2 separate regions of the Mus musculus genome follow, and region 1 is linked to region 2. Evidence: chromatin contacts called from public HiChIP or PLAC-seq data. All regions are on one chromosome and are shown on one strand. The core of a region is the stretch at or near the end of the contact, and the rest is flanking DNA. Distances in the headings are between cores, read along the strand shown.

Evidence for each region. HiChIP or PLAC-seq counts read pairs in DNA pulled down with a chosen protein or histone mark.
Region 1: a contact with region 2 is called in a FOXA1 HiChIP or PLAC-seq map of pancreatic cancer cells. The contact joins the enhancer-like site here to the promoter of Dgkz in region 2. A contact is called at or near these places in 2 of 484 Hi-C or Micro-C datasets (B cells and memory CD8 T cells) and 4 of 115 datasets of contacts at active chromatin or transcription factors (embryonic stem cells, extraembryonic endoderm stem cells, pancreatic cancer cells and 1 more).

Annotation. Positions count from the first base shown.
Region 1 is chr2:92,200,184-92,206,827 of GRCm38.p6, forward strand. All of the region lies in intron 1 of Phf21a (PHD finger protein 21A), which reads left to right. Among named protein-coding and RNA genes, the nearest start is that of Mir1955, 12 kb to the left of the region's middle. Within about 2 kb of position 2,303, at least 42 of the 459 cell types and tissues checked have an H3K27ac peak or open chromatin away from gene starts, as enhancers often do. A contact at or near this core is called in B cells, embryonic stem cells, extraembryonic endoderm stem cells and 2 more, where this site is marked.
Region 2 is chr2:91,947,757-91,954,976 of GRCm38.p6, forward strand. It overlaps Dgkz (diacylglycerol kinase zeta), which reads right to left and starts at 2,592. Exons shown (of 32, transcript NM_001166597.1): 1 at 2,465-2,592.

The DNA of each region.
Region 1 (6,644 bases), core at 1,053-3,552, 250 kb after region 2:
CTTAAAAGTTGAATGTGCAATTTTGGATTGACAGTTTAAACTGTCTTTCATAAAGATGTATCTGGTGCATGCCACAAACAGACTATTGTACTGGTCAGGTGGACAAGTTTCTTTGTGTATGGTACAGGAGTAGTAATAACTGTCTCCCCTAGGATTTATATGAAGAGTCAATGAGGGTATCTCAGGATACTCAGTAAACAAGATGAATTATTCTTATTGCTACAGTCTAGCTAAAAGTTCATGGGAACAGTGTAATTATGCAGCAGTTTAACTAAGAAACAGGAGTCACCCCCCCCCCCAAAAAACCCACTCTTTTGAAAAAAAGGATACATCATAAAAAAGTTTATCTAATGAGTTCTTATTAAGGAATATTCCTGGGAAAAATAGAAAATACATGAGAATATGTTAATTTTAACTTAATCTTTTAAAAATATTTCGGGGTATTTTATTAAAACTGGTAGTGCTATAAGCTTCTCCTCTGCCCCTAGCAACCAGAGACCAGCAGCAAGCTCATGATGGAGTTTATAGTGGCCCCTCAGCATCACTTAGCATCAAGTCAAGAGTAGTCTATTTCAAGGTGCTAATCAGCCAGGCAGTCTGTCGAAGTTGGCCAGTTATGTATTCTGCCCTTAATGTAGGCTCAGGGGTAGGACCTGACAGGTACAGCTGTGGAGCCCCAGCGGTGTGAAGGCTACACAGTGCTTTCTAGGAGCGACAGCCATGGTCTATTTGCTTTCCTATTTGCCTTTGTGAGATCCCTTTCACGTGGTATCTGGTCTTACATTACTTGTTATTCCTTCTCTTTATACAACTGTCATAAGCTACCTGTGCCTAACCTAGCAACAGGCCTGGCACAGGTTGATCATCAAAAAAACTACAGTGATCTCTGAAATAAGAGTTTGTATATTTTGGTAGAGAATTGAGATTTTACTATATTATTAACATGTCTGTATGCCTTTCTTCTTCTCCCATCTCCTCCTAGTAATTTTTTTTAAATTTTTTATTAGGTATCTTCCTCATTTACATTTCCAATGCTATCCCAAAAGTCCCCCATACCCACCCCCCCACTCCCCTACCCACCCATCCTCCTAGTAATTGAAGAAGGGGGAAAGATTAAGTATGTAACATTTTTATTTAATTGACTTCTGATTTGTATCTGAAACATTTGTGATGTTTAACCCTCAGGGATTCATCAAGTGTGTAATATATATATATATAATATCTGTAATAGCTTACACAGACACCTGAATACTAGTATGTTCTCCATGCAAGCATTTGAGTTACAGTAACCTAACAGCATCCATTACTGCTTTGTTCTCACTAACCAGCTGTACCATCTGATGAAGGCCTGATGGGTGAGTCAGAGTGTTTACTATAGTTTATTTTGTCTCTATTCCAAAAACATTGTTTTTATTTCTGAATTAAAATTCCAAGTTTGTTCTAACAAAGTGCTATACTTTTGCCCAACAGGTATTTTAAAAATTCAGCAGTATTATAGAGGGTATATAGTTTCTTTTATTAAAAAAAGCATCATTTTAGAGTACATAAATAGTAAATAAAAAATTTTATATTATATTTATTAAAAAGTTTTAGCTTTAAAATTAGCATAAAGTAATTTTTAAAAATTTTTATTTAGTATGTGTGTGTATGCATATGTCCATATGTGTGTGTGTGTGTGCATGCTTTCATGCCTTGTGGCAGTCAGAAGAGAGTTTGGGGAATCACTTTTTTTTTCTACCATGTGCGTTCTGGGGATTGAACTCAGATTTCCAGGCCTGGTAGCAAAGGCCCTTTCTCTCTGAGTCATCTCATGAGCCCTGTTTGGTTTGGGAGAGGTGGATGGGCTAGCACCTAGGTATGGTAGCTCCTAGGTAAGTGCTCGCCCACTGAAGCATATCAGGTGGTGGTTTGCTTCTGTTAAGACAAAACTCAGGCCTCATACATGCTAAGCTAATGCTCTCCCATTGTGCTACAACCCCAGCCTCAGTATGTTTTCTTTACATCAGCCACATGCAGGATGTATGGAAGTTGTTTTGCATGGTTGAGTGAAAATTGGGATATTTTAGAAGTGAGTTTCATTTTAATAAATATACAGATTAGATCTAGATTCTGTATTGGTTGTGGTTGATGTTTTCAGAAGTTTTTCCCTGCTTAATTTGTAGAGATTGGTGCCAATCTATCTTGGGTGAGCACCTGCTCTGGCCATCCCAGAACCTGTCCAATACCTATGTGTAGCAAGGTGGTGTTTGGTTGCCTTCATACATCGCTTACACAGTGTTTCTGTGCCCTCTTCTCTACCTGCTTCCTCTTGGCTTCCGTTGTCTTTGCACACACCCTGCCTTCCCCACCCCCACCCCTGTATTGCATACCACTCCTCCACAGACATCATTTTTATTTCTGTTTCTTCTGAACACAGAATACTGTTGTAATTGGTAGTTTTAAAGTAAAGAGCCATTATCACAACCTTAAAACTTTAGCAGTTTGTGAAACTCCATTCCCCAATTTCAGGACCTCAGCTGGGCTTTGGATAAGTAACTTAAAATTACTGGCAAAGTAGCAGAATATCGGTGAACCGTTCTAAGTCTGAACAAAGGGGAAGACTAAAAAAAGCTCTGAAAGCAGGGTGTGGACACATGCCTTTGAGAGGCAGAGGCAGGAGAGCTCTGAGTTAAGAGGCCAGCCTGGTTTACATAGAGCATTCCAGGACAGCCAGGGCTATCTAATGCAGAGACCCTGTCTGTGTCAACAAGCCAACCAACCCAAGCCCAAAGCAAAAACAAAAGACCTTTTACCTCAGAAATTGCTGTATTTTTGGTAGAGGGTGAAGTAGAGATGTCAGGCTTGCCACTAATAAAACTAAGACTTTAATGAATTAGATCTCTCTGTAGTGGTAGGGACCTAACAGAAGAAAAGAGATATTTTATATTACTGCTTTTACAAGTTTTTTAACTTATTAATATAGAAATTAGAATTGTTTGGGTTTGTAAAATGCAAAATAGGTTTATGTTGTCTTATTAGTATATATCGGTAATGTATGGTTCATTAGTTGATAATTGCCAAATACCAGCTGGTAGTTTTTTGTTTTTGAAACAGAGTTTATCTGTGTATCCATGGCTGTCCTGGAATACTCTCTGGAGACCAGGTTGGCCTCAAATTCACTGAGATCTGCCTGCCTCTACCTCTCAAGTGCTGAGATTGAAGGCATGTGCCAACACAACCCGTATTGAATTGTTAACTATATTGTTCACTTGGAAATGTAAAATTTGGAAATTTAATTTTATTATTTTATATTTATGAGTGTTTTGTCTATATGTATGTCTGTGTACCATTTGTGTGCCTCGTACCTGAGTAGGTCAGAAAAGAGGATTGGATTCTCTGGAATTGGAGTTGCAGATGGCTGTGAGCTACCCTGTGAGTCTGGGAATCGAACCCCGGCCCTCTGGAAGAGCAGCCAGTGTTCTTAGCCTCTGAACCATCACTGTAACTTCTAAAATTTGAAAATTAATTGTGGTTACTTAAATTAATGATTATGTTGGGTATAAATTCAGTAGCTTTTAAGGACTATACCAGGGTCTTAAAAATAGGTAGTTTATTCTTTGAGATATACATGAAGACATGTTTTTTTTAATCTCTCTCTCTCTCTCTCTCTCTCTCTCTCTCTCTCTCTCTCTCTCTCTCTCTCTCTTTCTCTCTCTCTCTCTCTCTCTCTCTCTCTCTCTCTCTCTCTCTCTCTCTCTCTCTCTCCATCTCTATGTGTAGTACTGGCTGTCCTGGAATTCACTATAAATATAGACCAGGCAGGCCTTGAATTAAAAAGATGCACCTGCTTCTGCTTTCCATGTGCTGGGATTAAAGATATGTGCTACCCTGCTCAGCAGTTGTTCAAAACCCTTTAAAATTTTATGTTGAAGCCGGGTGTGGTGGCGCGCACACCTTTTATCCCAGCACTCGGGAGGCAGAGGCAGGTGGATTTCTGAGTTCGAGGCCAGCCTGCTTCTGCCTCCAGAGTGCTGGGATTAAATGTGTGCATCACCAGACCCTACAACTTGTGATCTTGCCTCCACATCCTGAGTGTTGGGGTTGTTAGGCATGTACCATTATGCCAGCTCATGTGGTGCTGGCCTTGAACCAGGTCTTCCACATGCTGAGCAAGCACTTTACCAACTGAGCTACATCTCCAGAACTTTAGAAAGTCTGATAATTACTTTTAAATTTACTCTTATAGGTTGTACCTTATTTTGTGTACATTTGGCTGTAACTTTTTATATTTGACACCTATAATCATCATTTTTAGAATTTTAGCGCAGGAAACTGTATGACAGAGTTGTAAATCACCCTGTCGCATACACTTCCTTATGAGTATTCTCTTTGTATTCAGACTGATTGTGTGTTAAGCATTCCTGTTGTAACTTGTAGAGTACTTTGCTGAGCCAGGAATTTGGACTGTTTGTTGATCTTAAACCAGGTACCAGTGATGAGGAGAGCTTAGTTTTCTGCCCCCTGTCTGCTCTTCTCTAGGGCAGTAAGTTGCACGTGTACCTGCAGTGTGGGACCCATTTATTACTAGTCAGTAAAGGTGATGCTAGCCTTACTGAATTTCTTGTTTTATTAGTTTAAATTAGACCCAGAGGGGTAATTATTCCACCCCAATGCATGAAGAAGTCTAGTCAGTGCAAGTTGTGCATTCAAACCCCCATGCAGTGCATGGGAAATGCATCTTTAATGTTATGATGTTGTTTGGCATATTTAGTTTAGTGCAAGGAGTGTACTTGCTTAACAGGACCTTTAATAAGCTCCCTCTACACCAAAGATATACTTTTAAAAATTATACTTAAGGAGACTTTGTAGTATTCCCCAGTAGAGTTCATCTAGAGCAGCAAAAACCTTCTCAAATAAAACTATTCCTTTAACCGGTATTCATTTAAGTGGGTTCCACTGTACTTGGTTTCCATGGAAATAGTGAACAGCTAACGTTATTTATAAGGTGGAAGTAAAATAGGGTGCCTAATGGGACCCCATGCTGCTCTGATGAAGAGACTTAGGGAAAAAAATCTATGCTCATGGGATTTTTTTTTTTTTAAACAAGGTTAATGGAAGCCCTTATTTCAGTCTTCTGTAACAGAACATATTTTTGATTTTAAAGGCTAGCATTACCATCAAGCAAACAACTTCTTTTGCGGTCTGTATTGCTTTCACTTTCAAGTTTTAGGACTGCTTAGCAGGATGGAGGCTGTATGTTTCACACTTCTGTTTCTTGGTGGTTTTATTTGAAAAGTTAGGAGTCCTAGCGTATTGTAATGTTTCAATTTCTCATCAGCACATCTGAGAGTACAGAGAAGATAGATGCTCACTAGTACAGCAGTGATGGTCAAGAATCGATATGTTGACCACACAGGGTTTTTAGATGTAAATTGTACAGGAATCAGATTTAGTCTTTAGGCCTGAGTAAGGGCTCTGTGTATGTCGTCAACTTAGTAGGTGGAAAGGTCCTGAGTTTCTTTTGAGACGTGCACGGGGAAGATTTTAATAACTCTTTTTAAGAAAGTGAATTGTTGCCACTGCCTGTTAGCTAAAATAAATGTCCATTGTTTTAATCTTTGAATTGGATTTGGGAAAGCCTTCTTTTTCTTTTTTTTTCTGTCATTACTTCAACAAGGCCTGCTCTTAGTTTCCTATGCCACACCAAACTTGCCTTTCTAAAACCTCATCAGCTCAAAGAGCATCATTGCCTTTGTGCCTGTGTTTGCAAAGAGAAGGGAGAGAAGGGGGAGAGGGGGAGAGGGAGAGGAGGGGGAGAATTTCCAGAGCCTGAAGTTACCTGCTCATCTTCTAGCCTGGTTAGGCCAGCAGTCCTGCATCTAAGGGAAGTATGGCAGCTCACAGTAAGGTTAAGGAGCTGGTGTTTTATTTAGATTGTTTGGCTGTCAGTGGCAGCTTGGGATCATTATCTGTTTGTCTGGGAAGTTCTGGTTTTCTTGGCTGTCAGGACTGCAGGGTTTCTCCATGTTTAAAAACAGGGTTGTAGTGTACCAGGGAGGAGTTTTTGTGTTGTGTGCATGTTTCTTTGGATAAGCTTCTCACTGTATTTGAGTTTATTGTGCTTTAATTAAAAAACAATTAATTTTTCTTTAAATGTACCCCCCTCTTACTCTCCCTCCCTCCCTCCTTCCTTACTTCCTTCCCTCCCTTCCTCCTTCCCTTTCTTTCTAAGTCTGGTGTTTACCAAGTGACCTTCCTTAGTGGCTTTTATTTGAATTGTAGTTGTGCTTCAGAGACAGGAATTTGGGTCTCTTGCCCCAATTCTGAGATCAGAACTCCCAGGAGTTGCAGTTAGTGTGCTTGCAGGGCCTCTCTGATGTAGAGCTGGGCCTTCCCCCTCCTCCTTAGTGCTGATGGTCTGTGCTCCAAACTCCCATTAGTGTTAATAGGAGGCACTAGCTTAAGTCCCTGTACACCAAGATAAGCCCAGGCTCTTTTATAATGCCTTGTAGATACCTTTGTTGTTTTTGTTGATGATGGCAGGAGCTTTGGTCTTGAGGTTAACTGACTGTTAAGACTGAGTTTGAGTTGTCTTGGGATATGGAATGAATTACTGAGTCTGATCTGTAATTAAGTTTTCACCGTGATTAGACTCAAAACATTTA
Region 2 (7,220 bases), core at 1,342-3,841:
CCCAGCTGCCTGCTGCCGCCAGGGCACTAGTGTGCCAGCTCTCCCCTAGGGTGTCAGCTTTCCCCACCAGTCTGCTCGGGCCACTGTGACAGCTGCCCGGCCTGGAGGAGATTAGTCACCCAGACGCATCACACCCCTGAAGCTAGCTTGTGTCACCCAGAAAACAAAAGGCCACAGTCACTGTGGGGGAGGTGGTGCTATGCTCTCTGGTCAGGGGTAAAGGCTGGGCCTTCCCTGCTGTCTCAGACCTGCATGACCAGACAAGAAGGAAGCAGCCCTTGTTAGGACACATGGCAGCTTACATGCACAACTAGAGAAGCCACACGCTGCCGGGTGCTCCGGGACAACAAGCTTCCTCAGCTGCTCAGGGTGCACAAGGCCAAGCCTGTGCCTACGGCTGTGGCCACAGGCCTCAGTTTCCCTGTTTACCTAAGAAGACTGTTACGACTAGTCGACATCTTCCGGCAAGCTCTCCTGAGGGACACTACCACCCCAAACACCACTGGGTTCCCACTGCCCCTCCCGCTGGTCCCATGTTTCCTGTTCAGCTCATCTCCATAGAAACATTGGTCTGCTGGCCAGAGATAGCCTGACTCTTCACTTCCTATCTCTGCCGATCTCTTCCTATCCTGCTTCTCCATGGCAGTTCATGCCCATTATCCCAGCACTTGGAAAGCTGAGACAGGAAGACTGCTGAATGTCTGAAGCCAACCTAGGCTAGATAATGAATTCTAGGCCAGCCTGGGCTACAACTGTTTTAAAAAGAAATGCAAAAGGAAAAACAAAACAAAACAAAACAAAACCTTGGCATGGAAGTTCACTCCCTTAGTCCCAGGACTTCAGAAGCAGAGGTAGGTGGTTCTCTGTGACTTTGAGGCTAACCTGGTTGACAAAGCAAGTTCCAAGACAGCCAGGGCTACATAGTGAGACCCCCATCTTAATTAACTAACTTAACTAAAAGGCAGGCAAACAAAAGAAGCCCTGTTTGGGTCTGGAGTTCTCCCATGGTTCCGCTTGAGTGGTCACCTCTTCTCACTCCATCCCTTATCACCTCCACACACCACACTGTCTTGGGGGAGGCCCTAGAAGGTTCTCACACTGACAGCACAGCAAAATGGCTGCCTCCTAGGCTTCCTGGGCTTGTCTGGGGCACCCAGCCATACTCAAGGAGGACAATATAAAAATGTCTCAGAGGGCCACATTAATCTCCAGCTGGCCTCTGAGAGCCTGATGAGGGCAGGGCGTATGGGAGATGGGGGGACGGCATGAGCAAGCCACATGCTTCCTCAACCACCTGCTAGGAAGGGCCGCTGGCCCCTAGCCAAACCACCTCACATTTGATGCTGGCTACTAGGAAAAACCTGGTATAGTGGTGTGACCCTGTAATCCCCAGCACTTGGGAGGCAGAGGCAGGAGGCAAGACCATCTTGAAGGATACAAGTTCAATGTCAGCCTGGGCTACATGAGACATGTTTGTAAATAAATAAGTAAGTAAGCAAGCAAGCACTTAGGAACCTAGCATGTACACTACACACCCTCAGCAGATCAACTAGCCACCCATCTACTTTTCCATGTGCAAGGTGGGTCCAACCACCACAGGCCAGCATGAGGGTCACTCTGCAAGGATGCACAGAAAGCACCTGATGCTACCTGGCAGACCTAGGACACGGTAGAACCGCAGGGCCTATGGTCGTGCCACCTCCTGAGGTTTGTTTCTGCCCACAGCGGGGGTGGGAACCCAGAAAAGGAAGCAGGAGTGCCCAGGGTGGCCACCGCTCACCACATGAGGAAGAAAGCCATACAGCCATGCCACCCGGGCGTCTGTTCCTGAGGAATGCCCTCTGCACCTGGCATGAGGCGGGTCCTCCGGGACCCCTCAGCCTCCAGAGGGACCTGCACAGGACACCAGTTGGGTCTTGCCACAGTAGCTACTTCACGCCATGGGAAGGCCTCTGCTCCATGAAGGCTGGCCTGGGTAGGGCACCTGTTCTCTACCAGTCCCAGAATGAAGGCCTGCCTGGTCGGAGGGACTGCTTGCCAGAAGCCAGCCCTGGCTGCTCGGCTCCCACAGCCCCAGGGGTCAGGGGGAAGAGAGGAAATCTGGGAAGGCAGCCAGCTCGTCTAGGCTGGCCTGGGCTGATCAGGCAGGGTGCGGACTTTACCAGGTCTCCTCACTAAAGAGATTCTGCTCCAAACACAAGGACAACATGCAGGTAAATGGGTGGGCCAGGGCTGAAGGGTAAGAGAGCTAAATGAGAGCCAAGTATTTCTTTCAGGGCCTGCCCAGGCGTGGGGGGCCCAGCAGGCCCAGCTCCTTTCCATCAGACCGAGGGGGGGCTGGCAGGGAAGCCCTTATCTGGAGATGGTGGTGCCTGGGCCTGCCCTGATCTACCCTCCCCAGATCCACCCAGTCACAGAAGGGAGCAGGAGTTAAGGAAGAGTGAGGACCCCCCCCCCTTTTGACCTGATCTGGAAGGACAAGCAGGTGGGGACTGGGGTCCCAGGCGCCTCTGCTCTTGCTCCAGTTTGCTGGGATTGCCGGCCTCTGCAGAGCAAGTCCTAGTTTGGACAGCTAGCTGCAGTGGCTCCGCTGCCCCCTCCCCCTCACCACCCTCCTCCCCCAAGCCGGAGACAACAACCGTTATGAAAATAGCCCAATTGGTAACCGACTGCACTTCCTCTCCCAGTGGTGGCTCCTGGCCCTATAGCAGGCAGGCAGCAGGCGGTGGGTGGGAGGGTGGGCGGTGCACACGCTAAGCACAGGAGCCTGGCCTCCTGGCACCTCTCTCCCACGTCGTCCCAAGCCAGGCCGAGTGACAGCCATCAATACACTCTTTCCTTCAGTAACAGGCCAGCCCACACAGTGTCTGCACAGGGGAGATGGGGTATATAGGAGGGCAGGAGTGGGCCCCCCTTTTAAGGAAAAGGAGACAATTGCTTACTGTCCTCCTATGTCCATGGGACAGGTTTTACAGGGTCTTAGCCAGCTAACCACGCTGGTTCCAGACAAAACAACCACAAAAATAATTATCTATTGAGTGTTTCACAACTTAGACAGCCTTTTCTCACCAACATTATTAGCCAAGAGGCTGGTAATTCCCCTGTGCGGGAGGCACTGTCCCTGCTGAACAGATGGTGCACCTGAGGCTCTTGGGAGCTGTGACTCCTGTCTTAGGAGTAGCTGAGCCAAGACTCCAGAGCCTGGCTCTTCTGGTCCTGTCAAGGGGGTCAGGGGCCTTGCTGAGCTGCCTGGGTTCAGGCCAGTAGAAGAATGTTTAGGAGAGATCAGCCGGTGTGACACCTGCCAACCCCTCCCAACCCCTACGCTCATGTTCCCACCCGAATCCAGAAGCACTTCCCATTTTTCAGAAATAATTTCTTTTTCTTTTTTTTTTTTTTTGGTTTTTCGAGACAGGATTTCTCTGTGTAGCCCTGGCTGTCCTGGAACTCACTCTGTAGACCAGGCTGGCCTTGAACTCAGAAATCCGCCTGCCTCTGCCTCCCAAGTGCTGGGATTAAAGGCGTGCGCCACCAGCACCCAGCCAGAAATAATAATTTCTAAAACTCCTAGAAGGATTTTGTCTGGGGAGCAGGTGATAGGCACTAAGACTTAACCAAATAGAATCTAAATTTAAGAGCATTAATCTTTCAGGAGGCAGAGGTAGGTGGATCTCTGAGTTCAAGGCTAACCTAGTCTACATAGTGAGTTCTAGGCCAGCCAGGGCTACACAGAGAAACCCTGTCTAGGGGAAAGGGAAGGGAAGGGAAGGGAAGGGAAGGGAAGGGAAGGGAAGGGAAGGGAAGGGAAGGGAAGGGAAGGGAAGGGAAGGGAAGGGAAGGCAAGGCAGAGAGGGAGGGAGAACAATATTGCATAAAACACAACAAAATCAGTAAAAAGACACTGTTTAACTTAAAAACATTATTGTTTGTCCTATGTGTGCCAGTGCCACCGACTACATGTGAAGCCTGGTGATCAAATTCAACAGTCCAACTTGGAGGCAAGTGCCTTTACCTGCTGAGCCATCATGCTGGCATAGTTTATGCTTTTGCAAACCTAATATCTGGTTTTCTAGCAGCAGCTGGTTCCTGCGAAGTAAAGTCCCTGCACAAGACACCAGGCTGCCCTGGTGGAGGAGCATGAAGGAGCGAGCCTCACTGTGTGTGAAGTCAGGGAAGGAAGGACAGTTCACCAGGTTTCCAGATAACTACGGCTATTCTATGCCATCACGAGAAAACACGACCAGTGTTCTTTCTCTGTTTTTCTTTCTTTCTTTTGAGGCAGGGTTTCTATGTATATGTAGCCCTGGCTGTCTTGGAACTCACTATGAGGCTAGCCTCAAACTATCTCAAAGATCTGCCTGCCTCTGCCTCTGCCTCTGCCTCTGCCTCTGCTGGGATTAAACTAGTGTGCACCAGGGCAGGCTGACAAGGCTTAATTCTAAGGTCAGTACAAGGTGCCAAACCCTACCAATAAACATGAAGTTCTACCTTGCAAGGTTATGATTTTCTTTCGGGGGGTATGGGGTGGGCTATTTTTAAGTAGTTCAGGCTAGTCTGGAACTCCTGAGTTCACGTGAACACCTACCTTGGCCTCTTTCAACAGCTAGGGACATAGGCTTGCCCTGTTACAGGGCTATCTTGCATTTTGTAACAACAAGTGTAAGCCAGTGTAGACCACTGTGGTACTAAGCTATACTGATTTTTCCAAAGGTTGATACATTTCCTCACAAAACATCAAAACATCATCACCTTTGGTCTCTACTGCTCTTAACAGTTTCCTGTCTGGGAAAGCTACTCTCTCCATCACAAGGGAGATACAAAGTTTCCAAAACTCTGAGTTCTGCTCAAACTCAAATTTCTTGTTGGAAACAAATATTGATACTGTTTTTGAAGTGTCAGGCTCATCTCATTCATATTTGGGAAAATGTATGCCAGACACCTGGAGTCTGAGTTTGTCTATCAGCTGCTCAGTAGGAAAGGTGCCACTGGCAGGCCTGAGGTAGTGGCCAATGTCTTTAATCCTAGCACTCAGGAGACAAAGGCTGGCGGATCTCTGGGAGTTTGAGGCTGACCCTGTCTACATAGTGAGTTCATATGTAGAAACCCCATCAAAAGAAAAGGGAAGGGGAGGGAATAAAGAAGAAGGGAGTAATCATGGAGCACACAGCTTGCCTTAGCTAAGCTTAGCACATTACAGTTGGGCTAGCAGCAAAAATAGGTAAGCTAGCCAGGCAGCGGTGGCGCACACCTTTAATCCCAGCACTTGGGAGGCAGAGGCAGGAGGATTTCTGAGTTCGAGGCCAGCCTGGTCTACAAAGTGAGCTCCAGGACAGCCAGGACTACACAGAGAAACCCTGTCTCGAAAAACCAAAAAAAAAAAAAAAAAAAAAAAAGGTAAACTCCATTTCATCTCACACACACACACACACATGCCCGTGCTCACTGCTGCTATTCTCCTGTCTTAGCCTCCTCAGTGTCCCTGTATCTCTGTGTCTGTCTGTCTCTCTCAGATGGTCTCACACAGCCCAGACTGTCCACCTTCTGAGTGCTAGGGTTGGAGCTGCCCACTACACTTGGTTTATGGAGCAGTGTGGATAAATCCCAGGCTTTGGAAATGTTAGGTGAGCATTCTACTAACTGAGCTATCTCCTCAGTCCAATCCTCTCAACTTTTTTTTTTCTCCTAAAGAAACATTAGTATATAGTAGGGGCTCTGCTCGCTGCTAATGTTCCTATCTCCGCCTCTACAGATGGCAGCACAGTGAACAGACACACATCAGAAACAATTCCTATGAAAATTGCTTTGTCCACAGCGACCTGCAGTACCAGGTCACTTAAGAGACCCATGGATTGAGAGGGAATTCTCACAGCCTGGCAGATGTAGATTCTACACTGGCACTAACTCCCTAGGTGTAACCCTACACTATAATGGAGCCACATTTCAGTGCTGTGCCTCTCCACCTGACAACCTTCTGCCCAGAACAAGGGCTTCCTCTCCCCTCCTCACTTGTTACCTAGAGTCTACCTGCTCACAGCTGCCCAGACAACCACCAACTCCAGATGACCACCCATCTGGGGCTTCAACCGCTGAAACCCTGGATACCTCTCTCTCAGATCTTCCACCAGGCAGCCAGCTCCTGGAGGCTGGGGCCTGCTGAGCATGTGTGGGTGTGGTATGTCCAGCCCAGGGCTGGCAGGAGCTATGTTTACTTCGGGGTCAGCTCAGGAGGAAGGAACAGGGAATTCCGTGGGGGAGGGGTTAGAGTCTTCAGGGATGGGAAGTGCTTCCTCCTGGGTACCCCGCCAAGGGCTGGCCACAGGCCCAGGCCACTTCTCTTTGTTTGGGCACAACAACAGCTTTTGTTTTAGTGGCCATCTTCCTCTCTGGGAGCTTGGTGAGTGGCACCTGGAGGCCCCTTCGGCTTGGGGTCATTGCATACTCCACACTCTCTGTATAAAACAGCCCTGCAGGAGGAGCTGCAAAAGCCTGGGCTACTGATCCAGGGCCCTAGCTGAGCTCCTTGACCAAGGGTCCCCAGCTTCTTCCTTCATGTCTGGGCCCACCTCAGAGTCTACTCCTGCTAGTAATGAATGGCCAACTGGTTCTTTTAGAGCTCCCCTCAGTCCGCTGCTACCCAGAATTCTTTGGGAATACTTACTTCTACATGTCTGTTCCCACTGACAACTGAGAAAGTCCTGGGCCTGACAGCCAACAGCTTTCCCTCCTATTTTCTTCCTTTGGAAAAAAAAACTTTTTTGTTTGTTTGTTTGTTTTTTTCGAGACAGGGTTTCTCTGTGTAGCCCTGGCTGTCCTGGAACTCAGAAATCCGCCTGCCTCTGCCTCCTGAGTGCTGGGATTAAAGGCGTGCGCCACCACGCCCGGGTGAAAAAAAAATTTTAGCATTTATTTTGTGTACGTGCATGCATACATGAACCCTCACATGAATGTGTGGGTACACATATAGCACCATGCCCTAATGCACATGTCAAGGTTGGAGGACAGCTTTCAGGAGTTGGTTCTCTCCTTCTACCATGTAAATTCTGGGGATCAAACTCAAGTTATCGACTTGGCAGCAAGCACCTTTAACCTCTGAGCCACCCCTCTGGCCCATTTTCCTATTTTTATATGTTAACAAATACATACTTCCCTTGGCTATTTATTTATTTATGAGTGTCTCACATAGCACAGGGTGACCTTGAACTTCTGATCCTCCTGCTGTT